Linked DNA regions of Danio rerio: region 1 is linked to region 2. The links are chromatin contacts, called in public HiCAR-type maps. All regions are on one chromosome and are shown on one strand. Each heading gives the region's core, a stretch centred on a gene start, on an enhancer-like site or on the middle of the called end of the contact. The rest is flanking DNA. Distances are from core to core; before and after follow the strand shown. Region 1 holds the start of cthrc1a (collagen triple helix repeat containing 1a). Region 2 holds the start of rnmt (RNA (guanine-7-) methyltransferase).

What was found. HiCAR-type assays count read pairs that join an accessible place to other places.
Region 1: a contact with region 2 is called in a HiCAR-type map of caudal fin, with 4 times the contacts expected there. The contact joins the promoter of cthrc1a here to the promoter of rnmt in region 2. A contact is called at or near these places in 2 of 18 Hi-C or Micro-C datasets (caudal fin and an unstated tissue) and 2 of 4 datasets of contacts at active chromatin or transcription factors (caudal fin and embryo).

What each region holds. Positions count from the first base shown.
Region 1 is chr19:14,019,854-14,025,709 of GRCz12tu, forward strand. It overlaps cthrc1a (collagen triple helix repeat containing 1a), which reads left to right and starts at 1,762. Exons shown (of 4, transcript NM_001003765.3): 1 at 1,762-1,950; 2 at 4,164-4,382. The coding sequence starts at 1,834.
Region 2 is chr19:13,751,628-13,757,680 of GRCz12tu, forward strand. It overlaps rnmt (RNA (guanine-7-) methyltransferase), which reads left to right and starts at 4,133. Exons shown (of 11, transcript NM_001045000.1): 1 at 4,133-4,195; 2 at 4,539-4,705. The coding sequence starts at 4,177. It overlaps fam210aa (family with sequence similarity 210 member Aa), which reads right to left and starts at 2,730. Exons shown (of 5, transcript NM_001044994.2): 1 at 2,615-2,730; 2 at 2,311-2,356.

The DNA of each region.
Region 1 (5,856 bases), core at 512-3,011, 270 kb after region 2:
GAAATCCAACTGTGTTGCCACCTCATGTCGACTCATAATCTAATAATCCATTTTGTTTGCAAATATTTGGGGATTGTAGCAAAATTACCTCTTTGTGATCCTTCTTGACTTAGATTATTGCTTGCTATGTCACATCACTACAGTACGTCGGACTCATGCACTAATTTGTTGCTAAATAAACAGTCAGAACACTCTTATCAGCCGACAGTCCGACACCAATTATACATGTTGAATAGGATACAACGCAAATACGTTTTCATGCTCACATGAGGTGGTTTTGCAGTCATTAAATAAAATCTATTGATATATATATATATATTTTTTTTTTGGCCTATGACATAATGACTTGGTATGTATGGTGTATATATGAAATGTAAATCTTTCAAAAAGTACAGAAACTAAAGATAAAAAATATGACAACATTAGATTTGAAGCAACTATTTCTGAATCCAGAGGTCCACAAATTGTGCACTATAACCTCTAGGGCTAATATTTATTTTATTTATTTTTGTTTCCTTAAATTAAAAAAAAAAAGTCTAATTAGCTGTATGCATAAGTGAAACATATCTTGTATAGTTGACAGGTGTGACAGGTGTGAGTTACTTTCCTTCCTGCTGACGAGTCAAAAGAAGTTGTAGTGACGATTTCCTTTCCCTGAACTAATACAAAACATGTTGGTTATAATTTTTTACATATTACATTGCATATGGATTACCACATTTTATTTCATATTTAGCATGCTAGTATAGTTTGTCTGACACAAAGGCCTAATAACCTCCCAGAATACATGTATGTGGCCGCTTCCAAGCAGGAGGCTTGCCTTTCAAGTTTATTTTATTTATTTTTTTGATACACTTTGGACAGACGGTGAGATTAAATTACTCATTTTGCTAGTGGTAATTTACTTAATAAGGATTTCTATACTAACAAAACTCAACTGCGATTGGCTTATCTGCATTCAATGGGATGGGCTTACAATTTTCTGAGTGCTGATTTGTGTCATGTAAGCATGTTGCCATAGAATTCCCATTCTGGAGACATGAACATATCACATATTTTCATCTCAAAATCACAGTAATTACAAAAACATTTACAGTACAAGCTTTGCATTTATGTTTAGCTTTTATATTAAGGTTTTGATTCTAAATTGATTTTATTTAATTTTTTAAAGTTTGAGTAACAATACAATATTTTTTCATAAAATAAATCATATTACTTTAAAGGCACAGTCAATCTAAATGAATGAATAAAATAAATAAAAAAATAAAAATAAATAAATAAATAAATAAATGTTGTGTACCTACCATTACACAGGCATACACTGTTAAATACAGCTCTTTTCCAAGAATAAAAGGTTATAAATGAATGGGTAATTTTAAAATAATTAGATTTAATTAATTTACACAGTGTAAATACTCTTAATGCTTTTGTACCACATTAGCAACATGCATTATTACCTGCAAATATGTATACTATTAAAGTTTATAAAAGTTTCAAAGCATTGGGAGGTCATCATTTAAACTTGTGCCAAGTTAGTTTATCAGTTATATTTGTTTGGGTGTAAAAACAAATATAAATGTAGCTGTGAATACCGAATTCAGTGCTCTGAAAATGCTGAACATATGTCAGTAAACTGAAGTGAAGTCTACATACCTGTTTCCAGATTTACAATAAACGTAGGCCTATGTTTGAATGCAGCTCTATTCATTTTCCATGCAGTCAAGCGCAGCGCCCTCTGCAGGCAGACAGAGAAGTTTCCGTCTCTTAAGAAACAGTTGGTTGGCAGCAGAAGTCCAGAGCAGGAGCGACCAAACTAACTGCATTTCGGTAATGATGGGTACTAAACTGACTCAACTTTTAATTTGCTTTTGGATAAGTTTACCATTCTGTGTCACGCAAAAAGCCAAAGAAAGGATACCCCGGCAAAGAGACGCAGAGTTTACTGACAAGGTAAGATTGGCTAAATGCGAATAGGTAGGCTACTATTTGCAGTAATGTCATCATCATACCGGCTTATGATTTTATTGTCCCTTCCAGACATTTAGCTAGGCTATAGAATGTGTTTCATGCTGATTTGGAATGGACCTAAATTAGGATAAAAAGCGAAATTATCCTTTGTTAAAGTGACATTTTATACAGTTTCTGCTTTTTGAAGCGTTCCTCTCTCTCTATACTAAGACCTGTGATTAGTTTGATTGCATTTGATTGAAAGATTTAAGAGCAACTCATAACCTAGGCCCTATGAAAATAAGGCACTTATACTTAATGGATTCAATAAGAGCTTTATGACGCATTCAGGTCAATTAGGAGTATTGTGTTGCTTCATAGATTCTTTATGCATAAAGATCCACTAAATCAGATGTCCATATGGTGAACAAAGGCTTTGTGAAATGTTCAAATCGCGACTGAATTGTACAGCCAATCGATTGCCAAACGATTCAATTTCAAGACGTATTGGAATAAACGCAACAGCTGACGCATATATGCGATGCAATTTAAGCGGAAAAAAAAAATACATGAGATGTAGTAAAAAGTAAAGTAAAAAGTAAATTAAAGTAAAAAGTTAATTTAGGGAATAATAATAATAATAGGCCCTACTTTTTAAAAAAAATACCGAAATGCCACATTGTATAATATGGATGGTGCTCTATAGAATATTTGAACATTAAAACCAACCGATTTGCATAACTTGGATTCTCTTTTGGAGAACATTTTCCAGCATAAATTTATTGTGGAAAGTCAAATGAATTTATCTGTTAAATATAAAAATGTTACAAATTACACAAAACATCAAACATAATTAACAATGTTAAATCAAGATCCATTTATATTTGGTTCACTAAGAGTTCAATCAATTATTTTATTAAATATGATTCATTCGGCTGCTCAACTGAAATGAAAGCAGTTTGACCAGAAATTCTGTTAATTTCCACACTGGTTAGGCATGAGAAAGATGGCATTTCCAACCGGTACATTTCTTTGGCAGCTCTTATTTGGAAGCTACCAAATATTAGTAAATTTTGAGCTGCTTTTGGTTGGCTTATTTTCAATTTTCAACCCGCAAATGAGTAATATCTAAACACAGAACTGTACTTTCCACATTTTTGTCAGCAGATGCGAACTAACCACAGCACAAAGACTCATTTGAGGTTTTAGGTCTCGCTGATGGGTTCACACATATGGGTATGATTTCATAAAACCTGTGAGAGATGGGCTTGGTCTGTAAAACCACCGCAAGGCAACAGATAACTGTCATTTTTGGAGAAGCCCCAGGATAGTGGACTAAAGTGTTGAAAACTTCAGAAGAGCAGAATATAATATGTAATTGTGGACTGCAGATCCATTTACAACAAAGATGATAGCTTTAATGATGATGAGATTTAGTTCTCATATAAAACAATAGAAGCCTACAAAGGGGAACAAGTTATCAAATGATGTTGGAAAACACAGCATCGTCAAGAACAATACTGTGAATTGATGTGGACACTAATAAAGTCATCGTTATAGTCATTTTTGTTTAGTAGTGTTTTAGTAATTCTTAATTTGTATATTTCATTGTGTAAACACACACACACACACACACACACACACACACACACACACACACACACACACACACACACACACAAGCTGTCACTGGAGTGATACCTTTTTAAAATGTACATTAAAAAATTTATTGGATTTAAAGATTCATTGGATTTACACATTTAAGTTGAAGATAACTGTTTGCAAACAATTTATATGGACTGAATTTAAATTAACATATTAAGCTGAGAGTTACTAAATTTAATTTATTTAATTTTGCCTTTGTTACTCACTAATGTAAAAAACAGTAAAACAGTTTTGCACATATATGTCATATTGTATGAACCCACTTTATATATAAATGCCTGATACTGCTATTGCTTTGTCAGAGCGTGAATGAAGTAAACAGGCTGTGACTGTGGTCAGGGGATTTTACGCAAGTCAATTTCATCCAATTTTATGTTTTCATTGTTTTTCCCATTTCACCACAAACGTGTCCATGTCACACGGTCATGGTCTTTTCCCACCCACAGCAGTCTGTGCATCATAGTGAATCACTGGCCATATTTAACAAGGCAAAACTCTCTGACAAGTAATGAACTAGTTTCATGCCCATTTGTGTATGTTTTTGTCATTAGTACCAGGCATGCGTGCAGGGTGTCCCTGGAGTACAGGGCAGAGATGGGAATCCAGGGATAAATGGCATTCCAGGAACACCAGGAATCCCTGGGCGAGACGGGCTTAAAGGCGAGAAAGGAGAGTGTGTGTCGGAGAGGTTTGAGGAACCCTGGAAGCCCAACTTTAAACAGTGTGCTTGGAATTCATTAAACTATGGCATTGATCTGGGCAAAATCGCTGTAAGTATGTATAATCTTAATGAATGAGTTAAGATTCCCGCAAGGTAAATCATTTAAAGTCTACAGTCTGTTCATGGCCACTCAGTTTTGAGAATAAGAGTTCTGGAGTTTCAGGAAATTACATCATCACTACATTGATTTGCTGATAACACTGCAATAACATAGACATAACATAGTCTTTTCTTTGACTAGTTACCAGAAAAAGCTAGAAGAGGCTAACAGTGATGTGCTAACCAGCTATTTGTAAATTTCTGTCTAAAATCAGTTTTTTAAAGACAAAAACAAAAATGTTTTAAATTGTGAAGTGTTTTGAAACATGTGCGCAGTCTCATACAAAAATGCTACTTTTTAATAGCAAACATTAAGTTGGACTAGACTGTTATTTTTATAATGCTTCAATAATCCTTTATTTATTTTTTTATGGCGAGGGTGGGGGGTTGTTTATCTGGAGAGACAATCCCTCAAAAATACCTTAAAATGTTTTTAAAAATGGGCAAAAACCCTACCGGTTTAGAGAATTGACTCTGTGATGTGATTCGCGAAACATATTGTTTCCTTTAACACTCCACTACTTATAAATTAATATACAATATTTAAATCTCAAAATTAGAAAACTATGTACTGTATCATTACACTCTATAAATCAGGGGTGGCCAAAAAATTTTTTTATGAAGGGCTAAAAACCAAACTTGATTGAGGCGTATATGTAGACAGTGTAGACCTTTTTCTTAGCTGTTGCATGGAGGGTGTCATAGCAACCAGCGTCTTCCGGTAAAATGGTTAGAACTTCCGTTTACAGCGTTTACAATAGGTAGTTTGTGCTCTGAAAATGAGTTTTAATAGCTTTTTTAATAGATTACAGAGTGTTTTTGTGACACACAACTTAGTAAGGTGTGTGTTAAAGCCATTATAATCTGTCAGATGTGGTTCAAGCGCGAGAGAAAAACATTCTCCTAGTTCACGTGTCTGCGGTCAATAATACAGTGTGTGTGTGTTTACTGTGTGTAATATAAACTTATTACAGTAAAAACAAAAACAATCTCATTTATAACAAAATGGAGTTACACTAGTTTTTGTCATGATTTGCTTACTGATGTCTTCTATATAGTCCTCTTGTCATCGAGTGACATTATTTACTGTACATAATAAAACAAACTGATTAATTTAGGACATTGATGTAAAACATTTTATTTTGGTTTGCTTTTTTGTAGCTCAGCAATAAAACAAACAAACAAACAAACAAAAGGTTACGTCAAATTAGAAATTACAATCTTTTTAAAGCACTTTAAAGGCATTCGCCCCAGCCCTCTCCATCCTTCTCACTCTCTTCCTAAATGGGATGGTGGCCAAATCAAAGGTTACAATGGCCAACTTTGACCCACAGGCAATATTTTGGGCATCTCTGCTACAAAACTTTAATCAATTTTAAAATACAGTCAGCAAAGACAAAGGCTAAAAAGAGGCATATGACCAT
Region 2 (6,053 bases), core at 2,883-5,382:
ATAAAAATGAGAAAAATTACCAAACTTAGCTCACAATAAAGCAAAAGAGCTTTGGAAACAGAAGACATATACAAAAGACAAAATGAAAAAAAGCATTCCATTAGTAAAATATTATTTTTATAGGTGCATAGCCATTTTGCATCTAATAACATTTACATAGGTTATATTATATACATTAGGGGTGGTCCTGGAGGGACGATGACCTATAAACTTTAGTTTCAACCCTAATTAAACACGCCTGAACAAGCTAATCAAGCTCTTTCTAGGTATACTAGAAACTTCCAGACAGGTGTGTTGAAGGAAGTTGGAGCTAAACTATGCGGGGACACCGCCCTCCAGGACCATGTTTGGACACCGCTGACAAACATAAAACACACCTTTAAGTAAAGGGTCTACTTTAATGTTTCAAACAGCTTTAATGAAAATAAAATGTCAAAATATTGTTGAAGTTATGTTTTACGTGGGGCGACATGGTGCCTCAGTGGTTTGCACTGTTGCCTCACAGCAAAATGGTCGCTGGTTCGAGTCCCGGCTGGGTCAGTTGGCAGTTCTGTGAGGAGTTTGCATGTTCTCCCGGTGTTTGTGTAGGTTTTCCCCAGGTATTCCGGTTTCCCTCACAGTCCAAACACATGAGCTATTGGTGAATTGAATAAACTAAATTGTCCTTAATGTATGTGTGTGAATGAGTTTGTATGGGTGTTTCTCAGTACTGCGTTGCAGCTGGAAGGGCATCCGCTGTGTAAAACATATGTTGGATACAATGGTGATTCATTCCGCTGTGGCAACTACTGATAAAAAAAAAAAAAAAAAGAGACTAAGCCGAAGGAAAATGAATAAATGTTCACATAAGAGACACATTTATGTAAAATTTAAAAATCATAGGCTACTTATTCTGATCTGCATTTATTCAAATATATATTTAAAATAATATGTGAACAAGCAAAATATTTTTCATTCATTCATTTTCTTTTCAGCTTAGTCCCTTTATTATCAGGGGTCCCCACAGTGGAATGAACCACCAGCTTATACAGCATATGTTTTAAGCAGTGGATATCCTTCCAGCTGGAACCCATCCTTTATTATCAGGGGTCCCCACAGTGGAATGAACCACCAGCTTATACAGCATATGTTTTAAGCAGTGGATATCCTTCCAGCTGGAACCCATCACTGGGAAACATCCATACACTCTTGAAATCACACACATACACTGCTGACAATTTAGCTAATCCAATTCACTTAAACCTCATGTCTTTGGACTTGTGGGGGAAACCGGAGCACCTGGAGGAAACCCACGGCAACACATGGAAAACATGCAAACTCCACAAAAAATGTTAACTGGCACAGCCAATGTTTGAACCAGCGACCTTCTTGCTGTGAGGCGACATCACTACCTACTGCGCCACTCTACATTTAAATGTAAATCACTGCAAATTTCTGACTTTTTGGCAATTGCGCAAAACGCAGTGGTTTTAAATTTCGTGGCAAAGTATTAAGAATTAAAATTATAATGAATTAGTATTTTGTGGTTGCACTGCGAGTGTTAAATACATAAAAAATATGTCAATTTAACATTTGGAGAAATTATTTTTTTTTAAACTTTCTAAATCACACCATCCTCTGGTTTTTAATTTCTGCTTGACAATGGTGTTAATGAACACCTAATACAAAGACACTTAACAATTTTTCCCGTATCTATCAAACAGTTATTTTAAACATGTACAAACCTTTGGGCAGCACTGCACGTTTTTTAATTGATAATATGTATGGTATACAATTACAAAGTTGAACTGTAATTTATTTATTATTGACATTAGACAATTATGAATGCATATGAAGAATACATGACGTGAAATATGATATTGCAAATTAATAAACATCTTTAGTAACTAAAGAGCAAACACTTATTAATATTTTATAATGTGCTTTAAAGCATGCTTTCAACAGGGACACTGGTGATTTTATTTAACAAGTTAACAGACAAACCCTGTAGAAACCCAGCAAGCTTTTTCTGTTTTTAAAAGATTTCTTTGCTTAAACAAGGCTAAATTTGGGCTGTCAGTGAAAATCCAACAGACGTTTAAGAATAGGCCACATCTAGACTAATCATCAAATAAACAGATATGAATGACAACACATACTGTATATAGTCTGTCTAATCTGTCTATTTTTGGGCTATTCTTGGATGTTTATTACTGACAGCTCAAGTTAAGCCTTGTTTTAGCCAAGCTGTCTACGTTTAGATGTCTATTAAACACAAAATTGTTTGCTGAGAAAATTATAAACATCGGACATAATATCAGTATTTCCTACCTTCAATATGCCATCAATAAGGACGTCACTGGTCTTGGTTAAACAGCTGAAAAATGACAGAAATATATAAGCTGCACATTCTCAGAAGACCACTTATAAATAATACAACATGGACCGACTTCCTAAAATCAATTGCATAAAAAAAACTCCTGACAAAACTTGTGCTACGATGGTCACCAAACGTGAGTCAGCTAGCTTTGCTAAGTGGTGTCCACCTATCCGAACAGCTATACTGATCAAAGTTTCACTCGTTTTTAGTGTAAACAAACAGAAACGATGATCGGAAATATGTACAGCTACATACGTGAGAGCTGAGATCCAACATGATGTGATTTCGCCAACATAAACACATTTTATTCATGTCCCTTCTGTCATTCAGAGAATTCCTCAGCAGACGCAGCGACATGACACATGGTGACTGAGCTCGCAGTGTGTTGTGGGAAATATAGTTCAGCCGTGCTGCGAGAACAACTGTTGTATAAGAGGCCAAAGCTCTGTGGAACTATGTTTCCCACAATGCGTAACAATGTCGCGAGTGATTACCATTTGAACGTGTATATTGCAGCATTGTATTAAAATCCCCCAGATTCGACTTTTTACCTACATAATATTTATAAAAATTTGTAATTTTTCTCCATCCAAGCTCCCTATAAAACTTTAAATTTCATGAACAGGCTCCTTTTCTCATGGAAATTATTTTGACATCACAATGATAAATACAATACAAAAACAAAAGAAAAATTACAATTATTCAAAGAGAAGAGTTAAGGCTTCAGGATATTCTTTTTAATTCTCCAATAGATAAAATTAATTGGAAAAAAATGGCTCATACCTTACAAGTTTTGAGTTCCCAACAAAGTTAAAGAAATTACACTTTAAAGCGTTACACAACATCTACCCCACACAAACGAGATTGTATCTAAATTTTGTAATTCTAATTCAAATTGTGTATTTTGTAACTTGATTGATCATCTTTTTGTCAAAGGCCCACGTTAAAGTGTTTTGGTCTGATTTATCCATCTTTTTTTACATCAAAATGTAAGTTTAACATAATTTTTTTCATCTGTTACTTTTCTCATGACAAACATGACGTAGAACTTCGAGGCAATTTATTTATTTTATTGGGTAAATATTATATTCACAAATGTAAATTTTCTTCATCATTACCTAATTGGCAAGATTTTCTTTGTGACTTAAATAGTTTAATTGCTAATTTACAAAACAGTTTACAGCAAAAAAGTGTAAAAATGTTATAAGAACTTATTATTAAGTTATAAGAAAAATTATTTAATTTGATGGTTTGCCTCTGTACCCTGTTTTTTTATTATCTTATTTTATTATTATCGCTATTTATTTCTATATAGTTTTCCTTGTTTATTTTTGTACTTGATGTCAAAACGATTTGTGGTATATATATGATGGTTAATATGATTGTATTGTTAAAACACAATAAAAAAGTTGCATTTAACATTGTCATAACTATGAAAATAATGAAAATATAATTTTTATATGAAACAAACAATACTTTACATTGAATTATGGCTAGCGTAACCTTTCGTATGGGCTATAAAATTACACTGTGTATTTATGTAGTCAGTTTATCTCTGTTTTTATGATGTCGCACTTAACGTTAGGCTGTTTAGAATGACACTTCCATAAACTGAAAGTAAAAAGAGCAAAGTTAGAGGCTCTGAATTAAACTAGCTACACATAAAATGACAACAATGCTTGCACAATACATAATGCAGTGTATACATGAGTAACATGAGGATCGCTGCGCATGCCGGTCCTCTAAGCGGCGCTGTGTTCGTCCCTTCAAATAAAATACTGCAGTACAGCTCCGCGAAGAGCGCTGCTAGTGGATGCATGATGGCGCAAAACTCAAGTGAGTGAAGCAACATAGATTCAGTCTTCAGCGATCTGTCTGTCACATAATCATGCTGTCGAAAACATAAACTTTTAATATGACTTCTAATGTTTGTCTCATACTAAGTTCAAGCAGCCGGAGTCAGTCTCTTTGCTGCTGAAACACGTGTCGAGATAAACGCTTGACATGAGCTCTTGTTATCAACGCAACACTCACGCAGTGCAATTTAGTGTTCTATCAACTTAAACCTCTATATTCTGCGCATTTCTTTATATTATGTTTCCCCATGTGGTAATTTGCGCTGTTTTATAGACGAATTCAAACTGTAAAGCATAGATGCTAATTCTCTGTGTGTTCAAAGGATTGTTCGAGATGGACAGTCCGTATGCTGATGCTAAGGTCGATAAGGACAGCATAGGATCATCTTTTGATAGTTCACAGACTTCAACTTCATCATCCTCCTCATCAGTGAAGAGACGGCGGGACGGTGATGAAGAGGATGACGATCACTCCCCCAGTAAAAAGCTGGTTAGTTCATGTTTCCTTTATATGTTAGTACTGAGCTTTATAGTTGGTTTTAAAATGTTTTTTTTGTGATCTTGGTCATCATGGTTTTCATTATTTGTCAGAAATAAACTGTGAGGCACAGAAGTAGAGTTTATTTCATTGGAACGTGACTTTTAAAAGTAATGCTTAACCCTATTGATTTCTCTATAAAACGTAACTAATTGCGTTACTTAATTGCTATTTGTGGAGAGGAATGCATTATAAAACCTGCAAAACCCCTTCACTGAGAAGTATAACACTGACAAGATACTTGATCTGAGCATGACTGATGCTAATGTTTTGTTATGCAGATGAACAACAACAAAAAGTGTATTAAAAATTACATTTGAGTGATGCTGCTTTAAATGAAGAATATACAATCACTAGCCAGTCTTAAACTATACTATTCAGGGGCATTATTTGACAATGGTCTTTTATTAGCAAATAATAACGTTTGTAGCTATACACATATTTTATGTTGTGTTTCAATTGATGTTTAATTATTTATGCGATTCAGAATACTATATAAACATGGTTTCCGCTACATTCAGTCTTCCATGGCGGGACGCCACACCAAAATTCATCCTGTCAGTGTTACATTACAGCTTCTTATTCAAAACATTCAGTCATTGCTGTTGTTGTTTTTTAATAGCAAGTTATAATCGCACCAAAACGAATTAAAAGGTTAGTGAATTATAACAGCGCAAATTTTTCTGTAACCGTAGTTGTGCTTTGCGTTATTTGGTTAACTCTATAAGGTGACATACTGACTGACTGACAGGTGCGCGGGGCCAGCAAACATGACATAGCTTTTAGTTAAGATGAACACAGTTTCCATAATTCTACTTTATCATGCTGGAGTTTATAGTCGTTTCACTTTACTTCAGAACACATTAATGCCGCTCTGTAGGTCTATTGGAGACATTCATAAATATTCCTAGCAAATCTTATAAATGTTGGACACATACTTGTTACATAAATGCACTAAATCGCACTTCAGCAGTTTTTATTTGAGAGCGCACAAGAAGATCTGCGCTTTGGCAGCGTATATTTGAGGGCGTGCAAAAGGTTTTGTGCACGAGCAGAGGAAATCGGCGCGCAAGCAAAGAGATTGGCATATGCTCGTATTACATAAATGCGATCTTGACTTATTATACTGCACTCAAGACATTTCCCCATTTGTCATTGAAATAATGCCATAGGTAGTTGGTAGATTTGTGTAAAAGACCTGCTGCCACTGCTGGAATCAATCCTAGTGGAAACACTTCCACTCAAATTTACGCTGCTCAAGCGCAGATCTTCTTGCGCCCTCTCAAATAAACACTGCTGA